Linked DNA regions of Rattus norvegicus: region 2 is linked to region 1. A link is a contact called in public Hi-C data. All regions are on one chromosome and are shown on one strand. The core of a region is the stretch at or near the end of the contact, and the rest is flanking DNA. Distances in the headings are between cores, read along the strand shown.

Evidence for each region. A called contact is a pair of places that touch in the nucleus more often than the background predicts.
Region 2: a Hi-C map of liver shows a contact between it and region 1, with 3 times the contacts expected there. The contact joins two enhancer-like sites. A contact is called at or near these places in 2 of 12 Hi-C or Micro-C datasets (kidney and liver).

What each region holds. Positions count from the first base shown.
Region 1 is chr15:23,744,378-23,749,488 of GRCr8, reverse strand. No RefSeq gene overlaps it. Among named protein-coding and RNA genes, the nearest start is that of Peli2, 130 kb to the left of the region's middle. Within about 2 kb of position 1,633, at least 5 of the 93 cell types and tissues checked have an H3K27ac peak or open chromatin away from gene starts, as enhancers often do. A contact at or near this core is called in liver, where this site is marked.
Region 2 is chr15:24,124,287-24,129,689 of GRCr8, reverse strand. No RefSeq gene overlaps it. Among named protein-coding and RNA genes, the nearest start is that of Tmem260, 87 kb to the left of the region's middle. Within about 2 kb of position 3,284, at least 6 of the 93 cell types and tissues checked have an H3K27ac peak or open chromatin away from gene starts, as enhancers often do. A contact at or near this core is called in liver, where this site is marked.

The DNA.
Region 1 (5,111 bases), core at 384-2,883:
CATAAGCAATTCTTGATGGACTAAATAATAACCCAAGTGAGCAAGGTGAAATTTACATTGTTAGGACCACGGGCGCTAGGAAACCACTGGAGGTTTAGCTAAAGGGGACGATATATTCAAAGCATCTCTACAGGAATTAAAAATCAACCAGCAGTATGGATGGATGGTTGAGCCAGAACAAGGAAAGACGAGGAGGCCAAGTCCTAGCTCCATGTCTTAATTAGGCTTTTGTTGCATGACAAACACCATGACCAAGAGCAACTTGTGGGCATGAGGGGAATAGTTTCAGTTTCACATCACAGCCCATCATCAAAGGAAGTCAGGGCAGGAACTCAAGGCAGGAACCAATGCAGAGGACAGGGATGGGCGCTGCTTACTGCCCTGTTCCCTAGAGCTTGTTCAGCCTGCTTTCTTTCACAGCTCAGGGCCAAGGGCCCGGAAGAGACACAGTCTACAATGGGCTGGATCCTCCCACATCAACTGTTTGTAAAAAATGGCCTCACAGCCTTGCTCACAGGCCAATTTGATGGGGGCGAGTTCCTTCTTACCAAATGAATCTATACTATGTCAAGCTGACTAACTAACTAACTAACTAAATAAATAAATAAATAAATAATAACTGGGACGCTTGAGGGTCCCTCTCAATAGCTCATACATGGAGTTGCAGGTTTTAGATTAGAGATATCAGTGAAAATGCAAAGATGGGTATGAGAAATGGGCACGCTAGAGGAGGTGGGACAGAGCAGACTTGGTAAACAGGTTGTCAGCCATGCTTTGGAAGATTCTAGGCTGATATAATGTCTAAAGTAAAAAGGGAGCCATGCATGGCACCACATGCCAATTGTCCCAGCACTCGGGAGGTGGGAGGATCATGAGTTTGAAGCCAAGCTGGACTGTTTATGAAGACTGTCTCAAGAAACAAATAAATTAAAAGTGAAAAGGCTAGAGGAAGAGAGGGAGGGATGGAGATATGAGCTGTTTAATAGAAAATGTGTTCTCGAGAACCAGGGACAGGTGGGAATCTTCAAACAGCAGGTGATCCAGTTCAACAGCGCAGAGATTAGCTAGGCCCATGAATCACTCTGGGTTCCACCACTGCCTGGAAAGGCTTTTTGTATCATTAGCTTCCTGACTCTAAATACACCTTCGTCTCGCCAGCGAGTGTGCCCAGGCCTCCCTGTAGATGCCTATTTTTTTATTTCAGTCATTCTATCCCAGTAAACATGACTTGTGCACAACACAACTCATTCGTCATCTTAAGGTTGTGTTACGGTTTTCAATCTCTACACATTTTCTATTGCCTTTCAACCCCAGTCCGGGGTCAATAAACAAGACCACTCAGACACATTTCTACCAGCCTTACCTCGGAGTCTGCTTCAAGTTTCCTGAGTATTCTATTCTTCAGGTTGCCCTCTGTAATATCCTCACAGTACATAGCCTAGCCATTGTTTCTGCCAAGAAGCAGGACAGTGAATACCCATTGTCCGTTTATCACTAAGAGACCATCTAGCTGCAGTCCCTTCTCACGTTAGAATTGGAAAGTGAGAGACAAGTTATTTGGATGAACTATGCTCCCCTGGAGTATAGCAATGGGCTGCCAATCAAGCAGGGCCTGAGGGCACAGCTCTAGTTGGCAGAGAGCTAGTAACTGGCTTCGTGTAAGTAACTCAACCTGATGATTACATCCAGCCATTTCACCCCATACTGGAAATTCTTCCAGCACAGAAAGACATCTTACCGCAGTAAACAACTAGAAAGCATGCTAGATTATATGCATGCTTGAAGTTAGAAAGTCATATCTGTATCTATGTACATGCATACGTGTGTATGTCGGTAGTGAAGTGTGTTGTCCCCCACACAAGCCAGCATTAACTTTCGCTGATTCATTTGAGTGTTGTTGTTTTTTTTTTTTTTAAATAAACTGGAACTTCCTATATCTAGCCTCTATGCCAGAGTACAGTTCAAGGAAGAACGCTGTCAATAGTCATCCCATATTTATCACTTCTATGTATAGTCACATAGAAGACACCGAAATGACTCTCAATTTTTACCCCAATCCCATGAGATGCGTGTTGTTAGTCTTGTATCACAGTGAGAGAGTTAAGTAAGACGCATAGTACCAAACAGTTAACAAAGACGGGCTGGGAATCCGAATTTGAGTCTATCTGGGAAAGGACTGTCTCTATCGTGGGAACATAGAGCATTTGTCAACTGAATGACTAAATGAAGGACTCCTAGACTTACCCCATTCACCTCAGCCGTGACAATGAACTTCAGACACAGCATACATTCCCTAACTACAGGCCCATAAAAGCTATATCGGAGTTACCTTATAAAAGGGTAACACCAGGAAAACAAGTGCCATGAGGTTTTATTCATTAACCAAGGGAATCCATGCACACAGGACCTCCAGCCTGCACTTTGGCCATGTCCATGAACACATCTGACTATTAATCTTTCTCAGATCTGAAGCAGAACACTGGTTATGAGCAAAGCTTGGTTCTCGGTCCTAGGGTTGAAGCTGGCTGCCCCGCTTCTGTGACACACAGGCTCCTCTCTCGCTGGGATTTCATGGCTGGCCCGAAAGGCTGACAAACACCTTCACCCCGCATGTGCTGTGACATCACGATGCCTCAGAAGCTGCGTGCTGTTGGTATTTGGCTAGTGGCCACTGTTGGCAGTTAGCTAAATTGCGTGTCCCTGGTTTCTCCATGGCAAAATCAGGTAACTGAAGAGAATGAGGATCCTTTCATGGCCCACCAACTAGCTTTGTCTCTTTAGCTCACTTCTTCTTCTAAAAGTAAAAAAAAATTCTTCTATTACAGGTTGTCTCTAGAGTTCACTGTCGAAGCTCATTTTAATTCTTGCGTTTCAGGATGAGATACTCATTCAGAATGAATTGCTGTCATCTCAGTCACAGGGCTCAGCCCCTGGCACGGGAATTGTATTTCTTTAATGGCTTTATGCCTTTGAATGGGTTCTTTTCTGAGGTCTCTATTAGGCCTCAGTCCTTGGAGAAAACCAGTGAGAGTCACAGACAGGGTCCTCTGCTGCTCAAAAACCTGAGAAGCAAATCTGTAGAATTTTCAAACTGGAAGCTCTGTCCTGGGTGACTGTGACGGGGTACCGAGTCCTAAACACAACACAAAACAGCAGTCATTCTCCCGGGACTTCCGGGTGCCAGATGAGTTTCTTTCCTGCTCTCCAAAACGGTCAGAGATTTGCAGTAATTGAATGAAAGAATGTTTAATAACTTCAAATATTGCTTATCCAGAGAGAGAGAGATTAGGCTTTAATTAAATGGTGTCATTTAATACACCGTCCAGCAGATACCATAATTGGGTTCTTTAGCACAGAACACAGTAAAATCTAAGCTTTGCCGAAGTGATAATGACACTAATTTAGCCCAGTGGATACATAAACAGCTTGCCTGCCTCTGACACCCCAGCATATTGTACGAAGAGCCAGCTTTGATCCTGGTGTCGGCACCGCTTGGAATCAGTCCTGTCCTTCTGAAATAAAATCACTAATCAACCAGAGCAAACAAACCCTTTTTCTACTAAACAGGTACGAGGCTGGGGATGTGTCCGGGCAAGAGGTTGTTCATTTCCACAGATACAAAGAAAGAAGGGCTATCTTCAAAGCAGTTGTGAAATTACAATTCATTTGAGCAGGAAGAATGGCATCTATTATCTTTAAAACCTGATATAAATGCAAAAGAGTCCTCAGCAGTTTGTTCAAAGGTGGCAGACAATCCCGTGGCACGATGACAGCTGGGTGTTTTAAGTCCTATCTGCGATTGATCATTTGCAAGGACATTTTCCTTTCCAGGTCTGGCTCCCGTTTCCTCGTTGCTTAATCCTGAAATGGGATACAGTTACGGTCCTATTCTCTAGCCATTCTGTTTGATACTTCTGAACAAAGCAGAAAGGAGTGGGGGCCAGGCAGTGACGAATTGAACTGAACCTAATAGAAGATGAGGAAAGAACGGATCTCTTGGGGGTCTAGGGCCACAGATGTATTACAAAGTAACCAGAGATTAAATTCCTCTGCTAAATTCTTTGTTTTCAAAACTAAGTGGTGCTGCCACAGAGAGATGGAAAACTTTCATTTCCCTGATTGCAAATGACCATCAACATGTTTCTTTTGGAAAAGAATGGAAACATTGATTATACAGTGGCTGGGTGGGTCACAGGACCATGAAAAAATAGCAGTGTGGCTCTGTCACTGGGTGGGGGAGCAGAACTTGAAACCGCTGTGATCCCTGGGGTGTAACTCCACCTTCCTAGACCTTGCAATCCTGTGTCAGGGATTGCTAGCAGTAATTCAGAGCTCCTCCCTGCCCCTTAGAACTCTGACAGGGGGCTCCAGGGCTCCCCTCCAAATGCTGAGGACTGTAACTGGTTCTTTCTGTAAGCTGCATGCTAAAAACTCAAAAGTCCGAGTACAGCCAGCCTTTTAGTATCCATCAGTACTACACACAGGCACCTCCTTCAACAACTTTGTATTGAAAATAGCGATGGTGGGAGCTTATATGAACTGAATACGTATGGACTTAAACAATATGGCTGCCATCTGCTTAGAGAACATTTACATCACATCCGGCACTGTAAATCATCTAGAGGTGACTGGTGTATATGAAAAGATACACGTAGTTTATACATAGCTATGACACCATTTCATACAAGGGACCAGGAGCAGCCTTATGCTTTAGAACCCATGAGAAGTAGGAGTCAGACCCCATATCTCTCTGCTTGGGACGGCAAAGGATAGCTATGCCCTTCAAACTCAGGAAATATGGCAGCCAAGGCAGGAAAGGAATCCTGAGCTAAGTAAGGGGTGACGGGGAATCATCTTGGATTCCCACAGTTAGAGGACAAACCTCCTGCCAACCCAGGCACACAGTACAGCTCTCAAGGAATCCAGTGCCCATACTCAGCCCAGAGACTCTGCTATATCGTGCTGCTTCCTCACAGAGCCAAGGCTCCCCGGACGGAGTGACAACCGCAAACACTGCTGTGCTTTGGACAATCAGAGTCTGTCCTTTGCTTCCCTGACAATTACCCCTCATACCAAGGACATCAGCTGTACCCAGAGCACTATTCTGGGCC
Region 2 (5,403 bases), core at 2,035-4,534, 380 kb before region 1:
GGTCAAAGGTCAGAGAACAGCCGTCTTTGGAGTGATCGGCCCAGTGGATACATCTACAGCACAGGTCCTACAGTAAGACTCGGGGGACATCTTAGAAGAGGGAACAGGAAGATTTTAAGAGCCAGAGGACCAAAACATTTACTGTTAGATAGTATCTCCTTTAATAAGAAAAGATACAAAATTGGGGTGGGTTTAGAGGAAAGATGGGAGGTGGGAATGAATATGGTCCAATCAGGTTGCCTGAAAAACTTATGGAATTAACAGTATATACATATATTTTGAAAATGGTGATGCTTTGAGTGACAATTCAACCATGTGGGCAATACCCTCAGTACCCTTATAGAAGGGCTCGAGTGAGTGAGTATTTCCCATCCAATCCCTCCCGTTATGTGAAGACAGGGTAACCAGGAACCACCTGGAAAGTAAAGCTTAAGTCTTCAGAAAAAAGTGGGATTTTCTGAAACCTTGATCTCAGACCTCTTGGTCTCCAGAACTGTGAGTATTGAATTTCTATTCTTTGAAAATGACCAGTTTAATGTACTTTATCACAGCAGTACACATGGACAAAGACAATGAATGGTCTTTTAAGAATCATATTTCTGCAATCGTAAGCGGACTTGTTTTCTTCTATGCTAAGGTTCTCTGCCAGTGTCTTCTCCACTGTTCTGTTGCTATGAAGAGACACCGGGACCAAGGAAACTCATAGAAAAGTTTGTAGGGGCTTACAGTTCTAGAGGGTTAGACCCTCATGTTGGGAAGAATGGCAGCAGGCAGGCAGGCATGAATGGAGTTGGAGCGGTGGCTAAGAACTCACATCTTTAACCAAGAGTAGCATGCAGAGAGAGCTAGCTAGGAATTGTGCGAGCTTTTGAAACCACCTTCACCGACACACTTTCTTCAACAAGGCCACACCTCCGAATCCTTCCCAAACAGTTCTACAAAAAGAGGACCAGTTATTCAAACATGTGAGCCTACGGTAGCCATTCTCATTTAAACTGCCACACCTACCTACCCAATCAGGTAGGTGATTTCCTTAAAAGAGGAACAGGAGAAAAATTCAACAATATGAGCTCGCTACAAAATAAGAGAACAGAAAAGTAATAAAGCACCAAGTGTTCACCCCCGATGTTCTTTTGTATTACATTTTCAAGATGTATTTATTCTTCTTTCGTGTATATGAATGTTTTGCCTGCATGTATGTATGCGTACCCTGCATGTTTGGTGTCCACAGAAGCCAGAAGAGGGTGTCAGATCCCCTGGAATTGGAGTTACAGATGGTTGTGAGCTGCCAGTGGGCGCTGATGACCAAATCCAGGTCCTCTAGAATGACAACCAGAGCTCTTAATTACTGAGCCATCAACCAGCTTTTTTGTTTGTTTTGTTTTTACTTTAAAACTTTTTATATTTAAAAAATGTTTTCTACCATCCCAACTGCAGTTTCTCCTCCTAATCTCTCACCTTCTGCCTTCCTTTTGCCCCCTCCACCCCTCTACCTTTCTCTTCAGATAAAGGGTAGACCTCCCATGGATATCAACCACACATGGAATATCAAGTTGCAGTATAATTAGGCACCTCCCCTTGTATGAAGGCTTGGTGAGGCAACTAGGGGGAGGAAAAGGGTCCCAAAAGCAGGCAAAAGAGTTAGAGACAGCCCCCGCTCCTACTGTTAGGGGCACCACAGGAAGGCCAAGCTACACAACTACATCACATGTGCAGAGGGCCCAGGTCCTTGACTTCTTTGGCTCCTGTAGGTTGATGTCATTATGCAGGTGAAGGCATGTACAGGATAGAATGAGGCCTGCCATTGGATGAGAAGGAAAGATGGGCGGGAGAAAAGTTTTAGAGGGGCAGAGGAGGCTGGAGAGAGGAGGGAGCAGAGAGAACGTGGCGGCCGATGTTAAGACTCCCCTCTGCACATATTACAGGTCGTTATGACGATTCTTAAGGGATGGGTGTGTACAGGATTTTGTGTTGTCCAGATGGGCAAATTATATCTTATCAATTGGATCAGAGGATATTGTGTGATGTGCTCTTTCATGTGGCGACTTAAGTTCAAGAGAGTGTATGGTGGCTGGACACACCGGGCCGCCACAGAATTGGGATGTGTATGCCTGGCGTGGGGGAAACCAGCCAAGAGAGCTGTGAGTGAGGGTGGGGCAGCCTGACAGGGTGCCGTGTTGGAATGGCTCACGGACAGCGGACAGCGGGTCAGAAAGTAGATGGGGGCAGTGTGGAGCCTCTGAGATAAGTTAGCACTCGTTCCAATAGCCCGCTGGGAGCAGAACTAGCAAGGATTCTGCCCTTTTTAGTTTTTACTACTACAAGCTCCTACAATCCTTCCCCCCTGTCTTCAGCAGGATTCCCTGAGCTCTGCCTGTTTGACTGTGGATCTCAACATCTGTTTCCACCAGTCGTTGGATGAAGCCTCTCTGATGACAAGTTAGTTAGGCACCAATCTCTAAGTATAGCAGAGTATCACGGAAAAACATTTCACTGACAACTCCCCCTCCCATTTATTTATTTATTTATTTATTTATTTATTTATTTATTTATTTATTTGCCAGTCAAGTTTGGTTCTATACTAGGTCTCTGAGCTTTCTCATGCCGTGAGCCTCAAGCTGGACCAGTCGTTGTTTGGCCACTCCCACAATTTGTGTCAGCTTTACCCTGGCACACCTCGTAGTCAGGACAAATTGTCTGCCAAAGGTTTTGTCGCTGGCTCAGTGTCCCAGTCCCTCCACTGGAATTCCGTCTTGGCTGATTACAGGAGATGGTGGGTTTGAGCAAAGTATCTCCGTTTGCTATGAGTCCTGGGCGAATCCTGTTGCAGGGCTGGCCCATGAGGAAGGAGAGCTTGCATGGATACCTGATAAATATGCAGATTTGCTATTTTTCCTACTTGTTAATAGCTGTCTGTAATTAACACGGTGACCACCATCTATCTCCGTGCGGGTTTCTAATATAGATAAGAGTTCAATAATCTGATATGAAACTCAAAATAATTCTTTATTCTGGATGTTTCTTTTTCAACTTTTTATTGATTTGTGAGTTCCACATCATGTGAGGTCTCACTCAACTCCCTGTTCCCTCGTATTTACCCCCCACCCTGGCAACTTCCCCTGCACAAGAAAATAAAAACAAACAAGGCGAAGCAGAGCATAGACAACATCTCACTGTGGAAGCTGCAGTTTGTCACAGTGCGTCCCACAGTCTGTCCCTCTGCCCTCACTCCTTCATTTGCAAACGTTTGTTGCAGTGAGTCATTGGTCTGGGTCAAGGCCTCTGGCTTCTGTGATATCATCAGTATTGGATCCTCACCAGGACTCTTCCCGGCTATGCTGTTGTTGCCCTGGGTCATGGAGATCCTGCAGCTGTGGACCAGCAGGACTGGTGATTCCACATGCTCCAACAATTCACAGATGATGTAAATGTTAGGGTGGGAGAACGCAAAGCCATAGATCTGGGCCTGGACATCCATGCCACTGAGGCGAGCTCTACAGCACCGATGAGGTTAGCCTGCCCAAGGCTGCCGCTGGCAGGGTCAGATCTCCTGTTCTCATGCTCTTGGGCAGGCTCACCCACAGTCACACCTCCAGAGCCAGTTACACAGTTGAGACATAGGGGCCACTTTCCCAAGCACTGCAGCAGGCTCTCCCTCTCCCTCTCTCTCTCCCTCTCCCCTCTCCTCACCTCCCCTTCCCCGTCTCCCTCTTCCCCTCCCCCTTCTCCTCCTCCTATCCCTCTCCCTCTCACCTCCCCCTCTTCCTTGCCCTCCTCCTCCTTCTCCCCCTCCCTCTCCCCCTCCCTCTCCCTCTCCCTCTCTCTCTATCTGTCCCTCCCACAACCCCCCCTGCCCCCAACAGGGCCGGATCATCCACACCCACACAACCAGGGACAGCTCCACTCTGCTGCCCAGGTGAAACACAGGGCCCACTCTGCCAAGTGCCAAAGCAGGTGAGAGGTGGGGCCAGCTCTCCAGCGTACCACAGCCAATGAGGGGCAGGGCCAGTTCTGCACATCCCTTGGACATTTATATAAACCAGGTTGGCTGCTCAGACCAGGGACATCCCTATGGTCTGTAGTGGTAATATGAGCCCCAAACATTGTTACCTGACCCCTGCTGCTGCCTGGCCATGGACTCAGACATGGCCCTCAGCAGCTGCATGGGCTAGACTTCATCATGGCTTCAGGTGTTGGACTCACAGCAGGCTGTTCCTCTTCACCCTTGTGTCTTCAGTTCCATTTCTCTTCATAATGTTCAAGCTCTTCCGTTTCCCTTTCCTCTCTGTCCATCACATACTTGCAGACTGCAGTGGCTGCCACTGAGAGTGGGCCATGTGACTGACAAGCCTCTGGGTGACCTTCTCTACCCTCCCGCAAGTGGGCCTTTAGATGTCTACAGCCCACCATGAGGCATGGTGGTACAGTGGGGGTGTCTCTGGACATCTCCCCCTTCCTGCACTGCACCAAAAGGGGGCAGGTGGGCCTCTGTGTGTCTACGGCCCCTCTCTCAAGATGACTGTTTTCAGTGTAAATAAAGTTATTCCAAATGTTTCAAGCACCTGATACGATTCAATAGACAACTATAGTTCTTCAACTTGTTTCAACATTTCACATCGATAAATCATGTTCCCTAATCCATTAATGTCTCCTTCTGCCGACACACAGGTTTCTCATCTTGACTGCATATCAAAACCACCCAAGGAGGCCTAACAGACCTGGCTCAGAGCAAAACACAAGAAATTACGCCACCGTCTCTGGTGGTGGGACTGTGATTTCAGTAGTCTCTCTCTCAGCGGGCTGCGGGGAGTGTGACTGGGTCAGCGGGTAGAACTCATGTGACACCAGATGTTCACAAAGTAAAGAAACACCAGATGTTTGCCAGGCATTCCCACCCAAGGACCATTATTCTGCATCTGAGACATTTGAACCTTCATCAGTGAGTTCCCATCCCTTGCACCCAAGACACCACAAGGACCTAGTGCTCTCCAGAGAGAGAGGAGCCTCCTGTTTTAAGGGCCATTCCAGAAAGCTAATCCTGAGAGGAATGAATGGGTCATTGTCTCCCACACAGAGTCCCATGAGAGTGCGGAGCTGTGGAGAGATTCTGAAATGGCTAGGTGGTATCAGGCAGGTGCTTCATGTCCAGCATTAGTCTTGCCAAATAACGAGCAAAGCCAGCAAGGTCTCCATTTCTCCTCCGCTCAGGGGCTTTGTCCCCAGTCTGTCAGCACAGGAAATTGCTGGTGGGTGTCTTGTTTCACGAAGGGGGGCAGGAGAAATACAGAGGGTGTGCTGCTCTGAGCTTTGAGTGCTATTGGGTCATGATTGAATGAACCTTTGCACAAAGCTGCCCCACCTCTGGTGAACTATGCCACCCAGAGGAAGCCGCAAAGGCACCAA